Regions from separate parts of the Columba livia genome. Here region 1 is linked to region 2. The links are chromatin contacts, called in public Hi-C maps. All regions are on one chromosome and are shown on one strand. The core of a region is the stretch at or near the end of the contact, and the rest is flanking DNA. Distances in the headings are between cores, read along the strand shown. Region 1 overlaps LOC102097531 (cell death-inducing p53-target protein 1-like). Region 2 holds the start of METTL22 (methyltransferase 22, Kin17 lysine).

Region 1 (4,832 bases), core at 2,203-4,702, 140 kb after region 2:
CTTTGCATAGGGGGTTATGAGTATCCTTCTCCCCCACCGTACTCCTGTCGAGAAACAGTCACCGTTGAACAACCAGGTAAGTGCCAGGGGACTGTGTTTCTCATAATGCTCGTGGTTCTACACGCTCATAGAAGTGAAATATTTTAAAAGTCAACAGAGAAGATGGTGTTTTCTGACCCAATCATGACTTAAGAGGCTGAAAGCTTCCCTAGAAATGTTGAAAGATAAACTGAGAAACTCAGACTAATTTTTCCAGCATTAGTCTATCTACAGAAACATCCATTTTCTGAAATCTGCTAGGACCTAAGACTTTCAGAACAAATCATTTTAAGTCCAGTTTATTTTGTTGTTCCTGTTCTAGTCACCTTTATGAAAGTGCAGGAGCTCAAAGGAAAGGCTTCAAAAAGAACAGTCAAATAACATCTCTTACAACAAGGAAGGAGACACATAAATTTTTAAAAATCCCTTAGACCAGCAGGCAATTCAACTCAGATATGCTACATCCCATCTATCTAACTGACAGGACCTTTCCACTCCTGAAATTTTGCTTCAGGTTACAGTGTGAATGTACCCTAAATTTGGTTTAGGATGCTTAACGTGGGAATTTTCTCTGAAATCATCTGTGAAAAAATACCCTCCTTGCACCTAGAAGGGGTGCACCCCTCAAAGAGCTTGACACCGTCAGGTCCGGACTGCAAAAACACAAGGAAGCTACAGACTCTGTAACTGAGGACAGCACCAGCACCTGAGCAATTCAGCTGTTTTGATTGATTTCTTGTAACTACTGAAGAGTTCATCCAGAAAGCTCCTCTATACCCTTCAAATCTCTTCTTTATGGAGAATATGCATTTTCATATTACTTTAAGTACTCAATTACTTAAAGTTCTCAATGTCAGAGCACCTCCACCAGTGGGTGGTGGACAGTGCCTGACGATGGGGACCATCCTGAAGGCAGTTCCCTGTATACATCCTGATCCCAGTAAACACTGACTGCTGGTAGAGTTGGGATATTGGGATACATGGAAAAAGTAGTACAGTGGTTCTTATTAACATATCTGAAATCAATAATAGTAATGTAGGTGCCTCTAGATCAGCCACATTAATAACCTACATTCTCCAGTTAAGACTTTATAACTTGGAAAACTTTTCCTGTGCTTCTAATTCTGCTGCTTCTCGTTTCCTCTTAAACTCAGTTTACATGGTGTCTCAGCCTCCAGTCATCCTAGCAGGAATATTCTCATGCAATCCGACATCCACAATATGCCCTTCCTGCCGCCAGCACATCACCACACGGGTCACCTACAGACTGGGCAGGCTGTCTTACCTGCTGTGCACCAGCTTGTGTATGGTTGGGTAAGATTTCATGTATACTTTGAAGACTTTTCATAGCAGAAAGTTTAAAAAGACTCACTAAAAAAAACAGAAGTTCTACTTAGCATTTATATAGACAGTTTGCCCTTCTCTAGCTGATAAGAAGCCATTCTGTCCATTCTAGATACAGTAATCATCGCTACAGTGGATGCCAACTTGTAAAATTTAACCAAATACATTATTACTTTTCATAGGATGAGCAAAAATTAGTATAATGTTGTCTGCTTCTCTACGGTACTTAAGAATAAGGCTCAGAATCAGACTAATGCATGAGACATCAGCAGTGAAGATGATTAATTATTTAGAAGATACTTTGACCATTAAAAGACTTGAGAAGGGGGATTAATGCAGTGAAAAGGCAGACAGAATACGGCAGAGAAACAGCTCAAAAGAAAAGAAAGAAAAGTCAGCAGAAAGAAAAGTCAGTAACTCATCCCGTGCCTGTCCATCTCCTCTCTGGCTGTAGGTGCTGTTTTGGATGCTGCTTCATACCTTTGTTCATAAGGTGCTTCAAGGACGCAGACCATTACTGCCCATACTGCGAATTTCATATTTATAGATACAAAAGACTATAGAAAGAAAGTTCATACAACCAGATGACGTCAAGTCTCTGTTTCCTAATGGCGTAAGATTCTACATGTAAAACTACTGTTAGGAAACACATACGGGTAGGCTTAGGTCGTGCAGCTCCCTTGCTGGTGAACCGTCTGGAGTTACCATTACATGGTTGGACTGACTTAAAACAAAAAACCTTGAAGACCAATTTACAAAGCATCACTTGAATTTACGCTCTATTTGAATCGCTGTCCTGAGCTGTGAAGTGACCGGCTAGTGAGTACTGCAGTGCTGCTGCTCTCCAATCTCCAACCCAGCTGGGACACAGACTCTTCTGGACTTTCCAACCCACCAGTAACGGAGAGGTTTGGACATGCACGTTTTAAAGAAGCACTTACCTTCTATGCACTGGAACTGACTGGTCGGGACTTCATTTCTCTCTGATCTTCTTCGTATGGGCCCCTGCAGGGCCGTGGGTGGTACAGTGTAGCTCATTATTTATTAATGAAACACTAACTTATAAGACTGCCTTTACTCTATTGTACATGAGGTAAGAAAATAAACTTGCTATTGTCAACAACACTGGTAACACGTCTCCTGTCTGCATTGCTTCTATGACCCGTTGCATCCAGAGTGCAGATGCAGGTCAGACTGGGACACCCTGGTTACTTTCACAAACCAAGAACCAAAAGGCAAACATACAAAGAAGAAAAATCAGCAAGCACGGCTTGAAAAAAGTCACCAAAACAAGGCACTCATTTTACCTCTCTGCCTTCCCACTGCGGGACATCATCTCCCAAAGCAGGACCCACTGGGCTTTACACCTCACAGAGAACCTTTATGGTCCTCATCCGAAGTCACTTGTCTTATAAAACCGAGTCTCTGCAATTACTTGCCCAGAGGGTGCCCAGACCCTGCTCAACACTGACAGCAGCAGCTGGAAAGGTAAAGGGAAAAACAGAACAAACCCCAGTTTTTCAATGTTAGCAGCGTGGCTGCTGCGGGCAAGCGGGATGTGTGGGACACACCACGGCGGTTTGTTGTGGCTGAGACCTGCCCACGCTCTGAAGGGCCTGCAGATACTACGTACCCTGTTTCCCCAAAAATACAACAGGGTTTTATAGCAATTTTTGCTCCAAAAGACGCACACTTTTTTACATATCTAGCTGCCTGGACACTATTTAAATTGACTTTTTAAAACAGACTGTAACTAGGGTTTATTTTTGAAGTAGGGCTTATATTTTGAGCATCTTCAAAAATCCTGAAAAAAAATCCCACTGGGGCTTATTTACGGGGTAGCTCTTATTTTTGGGGAATCAGGGTAGTTAAAATAACTTTAAAACTCGTCACTTAGCCTGGCGTTACGTTCGGTCAAACCCTTCGCTTTAGCTACTCGGTGAATTAAAGCCATAAAAAGACGGTTGAGTCCCTAAGTAGCAACCGGTAATAGCGGCTGCCGAGCCCCGCGGATCCTCTCAGGGCGGATTTTCGGCCGGGCGGGCGCGCCGCTCTGCGCACCCGGGGACGCTGTTCACCGAGCGGCGGGAAACGTCCGGCCAGCAGCGCACAGCGCCGGCCCAGGCTGCCTTACTGCTGGAGAGACACACCGCCCACCTCTGCCCTGCCTCATTTTACACAAAGTCACGACCGAGCGCAACTTTCAGTGGGAAAACGGACCGAACGGCTCCTGCCCGCGGGCCCGGCTCCTCAGCCCCTCAGGGAGCGCGGCCGCGCCGCCCGCCCCCTGGCGGGAACAGCCCGCGCTCCGGGACAGCCGCAGCCCGGGCCGTGCGGGGACAGCGGCGGAGGGCGCTGCCACAACCGAGGTTTTTGCTTCAAATACGAGAACCGCCGTCTTCAGACTACAGAAACTCCCGTCTTTAGATTATAAAACAAGTGAAAAAAGCGTAAGTGTATTAACAGAAGTAAAAACTGTTTAACAACTGCACGGAGCCGGCTCAGACCTGTGCCGGAGCGGCAGCCTGACCTCCCAGCCGGGCAGGCACCACAACTGAAATAAAGCCCCATTGCCCATTGCTGAGGGAGAGCAGCAAAACCGCGGGATCCTGTTGAAGAAAACTTGTAGCAGCCAAACACAAACCCTTCAGACTGTTCCACACACCTCCACGGAGCCTGAAATGGGACTGGGTGCCAGAGGGATGTCCTGTGACAAACCACCGACCATCCCCAGCACCCGAGCACAGGGGGTGCCAAAAGCACATCACCTGGAAACAAACCGACCATTACCTGTTGGAATTGTTTTTATATTTTATCCATTTAGATACAGGTGTGGTGGTGCTATTTCCTGGGTGACGTTCTCTCTACACACTGACTCCCTGGCCCTGCGTGAAGCCCAGAGCCACCACCTCCGGGCATCCACCCAGCACAGGTCCCACAGCAGCCGTCACTAGGGACCAGGGTCACTGACCCACCATCAGCTTCAACCTGATGGGAAATAACAGCACAGTGGTTCAATACACAAGCAGCCAAGCAGGCGTCAGCTCAACAAGCTCTGCAGTGTTTTGCACATTTTAAAAACAAATGTTACTGGTTTTCTCCATTTTAAAATCTGGTTGTGAAACAGCAAGCTGTGAAGCAGTGGTGAATAACACATCAAGCTGGATAACATTTAGGAAGAAAGGTGCACAAGCAATGTATACCTCACAAAGAAATCATACATAATTTAAGATGTGCAGAAGACATTTAACAGAAGTAGTTAAAACATTTTTACACCAATATTTGGAGGCACAATAGTTCACGCAAGCATTTAATAAAAAATAAAGGCTTCCAGCTACAGCCTCGTGGTTCACAAATACCATTTCCTGCCCTGCTTGGTACACAGCTAATTTCAACATCACCTGGGACAGAAGTTGAGCACAACTTAGAAGCGAGATTCAGGCATATCA
Region 2 (5,189 bases), core at 784-3,283:
TTAAGACCAAATATGTGGTGGTGTATTAATTCATCTGGTTATTCCTGTTTTCTTACAATCAGCTCTGTTCTCTTACCTGTTCCAAAGGAATTAGATTTTCCCTGTGATACATATTTTTCAGGGATGTCTGTATTGTTTTCTTCTCCTCTGAGCCTCCTGCTGCAGTGCTGGAATTTTAGAAGGCACACTATAAGGAAATGTCCTAGCAATGTCCTTTGGGCCATGAAATGATTGGGCAAAAATCATATGGGAAGAAGTCTTTTAAGTTCCCTAATTCATGGTGTGACATGACTATGGGATACTCTTGGGTTGCTTGCTTTGAGTGAATTCCTATCTCATATGGCTGTAAGGAAGATAAGGAATGTAACTGAGGTGCATACTAAAGTCTTTAAACAAGAGGCAGATGTCAGGAATTTGCTGCCAAAGCCCTCTTGAGTGTCATATGGAAACCACATCTCCAGAGCTACATTGTCCCTAAACATGTCATGAAGTTATCACCCCCATTATGACGTCTGCAGCCACACAGGCTCCTGTAACACCTAACTGCATTTTTCATAAAAGAAATGGTAGCAGCTCCATTTTTTATGTAGTATACCCTTGTGTATAAAGATCCCAGGTCGTGTAGTGAAACACCTCGCTTTTTAGCTACTCCTCCAGTAATACTTAGCCTGCATACCAGTAAGTGTCTCTTGTTGCAAACGGGTAAGATTTTGTGACAAATACAATCTGCTTTGTCTGCATGTTGTTAGCACTTTATAGCAGTGGGGAATATGCCAGCAGAGGGACTGCAGTAATAATTTATGTGGCAGCTTATCACCACAGGAAGTAAAATAATATTCTGCTCTTTCACAGGAGCCAGATAAAGGAAAACAAATCTCCAAAGCATTTTTTGTCAGATGTTCATCCAATAGAATTCCCCACAGAAACTCCGATAGGAGATCTGAATGGCTCACTGTGTTTTCCATTTCATTACCGCTCAACACTCCAGAGTGTGAAAATAGGGAAAGATTAGTTCATTCTCTTAATAATTCTTAGGTTTTACAGAAATATGCAGATGATGAGAAACAGATACCTAGAAATAAATACAGACTATGCATTACATTCCAAGGTTTTTTACCAGCATGAATTCTTTAATTTTTCCACCCAACAAGCATCCACTCAAGAAAAATACAAGCATTTGACGTTAGTTTGATGCAAAAAGTAATTAATATGTAAATGCCGCTTTCGAACTGGATCCTCCTGCTGAAAGATACCAACAACTCCAATAGCCCCTGCGGATGAACTTAACTAGAACACAATGGGAGTTTGGAGCGTATCTGTGTCGATTTTGCACCCAGACGGGACTGCAGCACCATGGCTGGCTGCGGTGGGGCTGGATGCACGGCCTGCTGTGCCCACACACCCGGAAATTTGTATGATTAAAGTTTCCCACAGCCCTCTGGTATGGTGTTCGTGCTTAGCACCTAGCTCAGTCTTCTGTTTATTTCACCTGGTTCACAATACCTAGCTAATAACTCCGCAGAATTAAGCAGCTAAAGCCCCTATCCCCAAAGTAAGTGAGCAGGTCCTGCTATTGCTCCATCTCATCTCACGGTGGTAGCAGAGCCCTGACTTTATTTGGGCTGAGCAAGAAATGCCCACTTGCCTCCATGGTGTTTTTTTCAGCTTTTGTTTTGAAGCTTGGAGGGTTTGCGTGGAATTACACGCGAACTGAGGCAGGATGAGTCACGCTGAACCCGGGGAATGTCAGAACCGTGGGCTCAAGCTCCGGGCAGCTGCCGGGGGCATTTACTGGCAAGAATGACCTTGGCTGCTGGGGTTTCCTTTTACTGACTCCCCAGATTTATACCCAGGTTTAATCCTAAAATAAAGAAGGGCCTCCACGAGCACAGGGGGAAACCCCACGGCACCATTTGCAGCATAAGGGCACGATCGTTGTGCCGGCTCTGCCCGAGCGAGCGGCGGCTCACGGCGGCGGGCAGGGAGCAGCGCAAGCAGCACTCCGGGGCCTGGGGGGGGGATCCCCGCACCGCACCGCACCGCACCGCACCGCACCGCACCGCCTGCCAGGGTGAGCACCGCAATCCGCCCACGCCAAACTCCGCTCCGCCCCACCCCACCCCGCACCGAACCCGCGGGCAGCGTCGGGGGCCGGCGGGCGCTGCCGGGGCGGGGGCGCCGCGTCAGCTGCGCGCCGGAAGGAGCCGTCGCCTCCCGAATGGCGGCGGGAGGCGGCGTGTGGCGGCAGGTGGGGGCCGTGGGGGAGGCGCGGTCGCTCCGCCGCTGAGCCGCGTCGTCTTCGTGCTCCGCGCTCGCAGCCGTTCCCTGCCCGCGGAGCCGCATGTTCCGCCACCGGCCCCGGGCAAGGGGAGGGGGATCCGTTTGGGAACCGCCGGTGCTGGTGCTGGCCGGGCAGAGGCGGTGGCTCCTGGGCACAAGGGCTGTGGCGGCTGGCGTGCGCCAGGCGGCCGAGACTCGGGGCTTCGGGCTGTGCCCGGGCCGCGGAGCCGTGTCCGGCGCTTCCCGGTAGCGCTGCCCGGGCTGGTCTGCTCCGCAGGCGGCGGAGAAGCCGCGTTTGGGGCTTGGCGTCAACTCCGGGCGCGCGTTGTGCTCGGATTTCTGGCACAGGGAGCGTTGGGAGGCCGGGTTGGGTTTGGCAAAGTTGCCCAGAGAGGTGGTGGATGAACCATCCCTGGAGACATCCCAGGCCGGGCTGGACGGGGCTCTGAGCAACCTGAGCTGGTGAAGATGTCCCTGCTCATGGCAGGGTGAGCATTGGAGGGCCCTAAAATCCAAACCATCCTGTGGTTCTATGAACTAAAGTTGTGAAGGCTGCCTGTATGACATGAAGCATTTTAAGCCTATATGTTCAAGCCCAAGCAGGTAATACAAAAATTAGCATAATCTTCCAATATGTTAATGCCAACACAGGAAATGGCATCAACAGTTTTTAGGTAAGGGGCACTAGGGTGCTCATAGCTGGTGAGAGCTGGGTGTCTTTGTTAAATACATCATTCATATAACACTTGGTGACTGTGGGTGTGATCTAAGCTTGTCATTTCAGTTTTTAAAAGACATAAATTTTGTTTTCAGATACATGGTTCATTAGTGTTTCGCATACCCATCACAAAACGATCGGCTTTGTGGAGCGTAGGAAAATAAATGTCCTCTTTGTTTTTCTGTTCACAAAATATTATTAATTTATTTATGCCTTAAGGCAGAGATACAACTCAGCCTTGGACGTCAGGCAGTAAGGATGATTTCAGGTGTTGGTTCGTTGTTGTTTTGTTTTTTTTCTGGGTAAAAATAAAGAGCACCAAAGGCAGGAGGCATTAACTGCCCAATTAGTGCAGGCATAGAAAAGTAGCTGAATTTTCTCCAGAAGGGGCAGATACTGCTTTTGCAAAATTTCAGGGACTAACCTACGATAATACATACAGTAATTGCGTCCAGTTCTGAGAGATTTCTATGAAGAACAAGATCCCTTAAAGTGGTCAAGTTGCGCACACAAGGCCTTCTGTTCATTTGGAGACCTTGACTTAGCATTGTGAGTCTGTGCTTTCATGATAACACCTTTTTTTCAGGGGGATTGTTTTTGATACAAGCTAATCAGTAGCTCTTCCTAAAATACATGTTGTCTGTAAGCTACTAACAAGTATATATTTGATTATTCTTTGGAGCATTGTAAAAGAGCATTGGAGCATTGCAGCCCTATTGGACATTGTAAACTGATTTTTGTCGCGTAAAATATCACTGAAGCAATGTTAAAACTGTGTCAGGATGTCACTATTTGTGTTTGGTTTTAGGTTGAATATCCTGATGCACAACTGGGTGTCCTATTGGAGCGTGGTGGAACTTGTATGATCACATCTTGCCTGAGGTCTCAGAAATGATGTCATGAGGGTATCTTGCTGAGCAAAACTGTAACCTGCTCATAGAAGAGTTATCATATCACTGTGACAGCACTTTGTGGGGGACTGTTTGGGTACCGTAGATGTTCCTCTCAGCACATCGTGGTAGATGTACCAGAGGAAGAGATGGATAACGCCACATTTAGAAGCAACACTGTACTGTCTGATGTGCACTTACACTGTCCAAATAAAAGACATCTCATGGTGCGATTGAACACAGTTGGACAGCCAGGTAATGCATGTTTAGACTGGAGCTATACTTTAAGCGTATTCATATATTTGCAATATATGAATCCTGCTTTGAGTGGTTAATATGAATTATTACATTTTATTCCAGTGAGAATCACTTCCTACTCAGTCTTTAAGAAGAGATTGCGACTGAGTAGGTGCCGAGTCAGCCAGTAAACTGAAAGTGCTTCATTTATTTCTACTGACGGAACTTAATAACAGAAATATTTCTTCATAGCAAATTAAACTATATTTCAAGTTACCTGTATGATTTTTAATCCTCTAGGTTTTTGATATGTGATATGCATACCAAAATTTCATGCAAGTGGAAGCTGTGCATAGACTCTGTCCTTACCTGCTGTTGAACTTCTCTCCCCACTCTGTGCTCTTACAGTATTCCTGTCGTATTTCAAACTCCTTTGGAACACAGAAGATTCGTCACCTGAGAAAGATGTGAGAGAAGCTACAACAGAAAGGGAACACCCGTATGGAAGTGGAGATGTACTGTGTGACAAGGACGGCAATAATCTAAAAAAAGAGAGAGAGACAAATATTGAAGGAGTAGAAGCTCTGCTGGATGATGACGGAGACTTGGAAGTGGTTAGAAGACCTCGAAGTGCCTCTGATTTAGAAGCAGAGAATCTTTTGAGGGATAGAGTGTATCCTGTAATTCTGATGAAAGGGGGAGAAGATGCTTTTGAAGATGAAGAACAAGGCGGCACCTGCAGTGATGTTGTTAAAATAGGTAAACAGTAGGCTTACAGTCAAGGAGAAATGGAATAACTGTGTTTGTGGAAAACAAAAGAAAGCTCGATTTTCTTTAGAAATGTAATAGCAGTTGTTAAGTGAAAGGAGATAACAAACCAAACATAATACTGTGACATTGTAATTATTTTTAAAATTTACCATTTTTCTCCAGAAGTTATTTGAGCAGTAGTGTACCATGGGAGACTCAGTGTTCCTTAGTTAGAGTGGGGATTTTGGCATTATCTAGCATTATTATATAGAACGAAGAGTGTTTAGTTCTATATTTGAAAAGGAAGCATGACT

Evidence for each region. A called contact is a pair of places that touch in the nucleus more often than the background predicts.
Region 1: a contact with region 2 is called in a Hi-C map of liver, with 3 times the contacts expected there. The contact joins the enhancer-like site here to the promoter of METTL22 in region 2. A contact is called at or near these places in 2 of 2 Hi-C or Micro-C datasets (crop and liver).

Annotation. Positions count from the first base shown.
Region 1 is chr15:6,864,144-6,868,975 of bColLiv1.pat.W.v2, forward strand. LOC102097531 (cell death-inducing p53-target protein 1-like) reads left to right here. Exons shown (of 5, transcript XM_013369018.3): 3 at 11-76; 4 at 1,194-1,353; 5 at 1,838-2,515. The coding sequence ends at 1,946. Among named protein-coding and RNA genes, the nearest start is that of CARHSP1, 34 kb to the left of the region's middle. Within about 2 kb of position 3,453, at least 1 of the 3 cell types and tissues checked has an H3K27ac peak away from gene starts, as active enhancers do.
Region 2 is chr15:6,724,931-6,730,119 of bColLiv1.pat.W.v2, forward strand. METTL22 (methyltransferase 22, Kin17 lysine) reads left to right here and starts at 2,034. Exons shown (of 11, transcript XM_065030780.1): 1 at 2,034-2,071; 2 at 3,807-4,143; 3 at 4,534-4,884. The coding sequence starts at 4,038.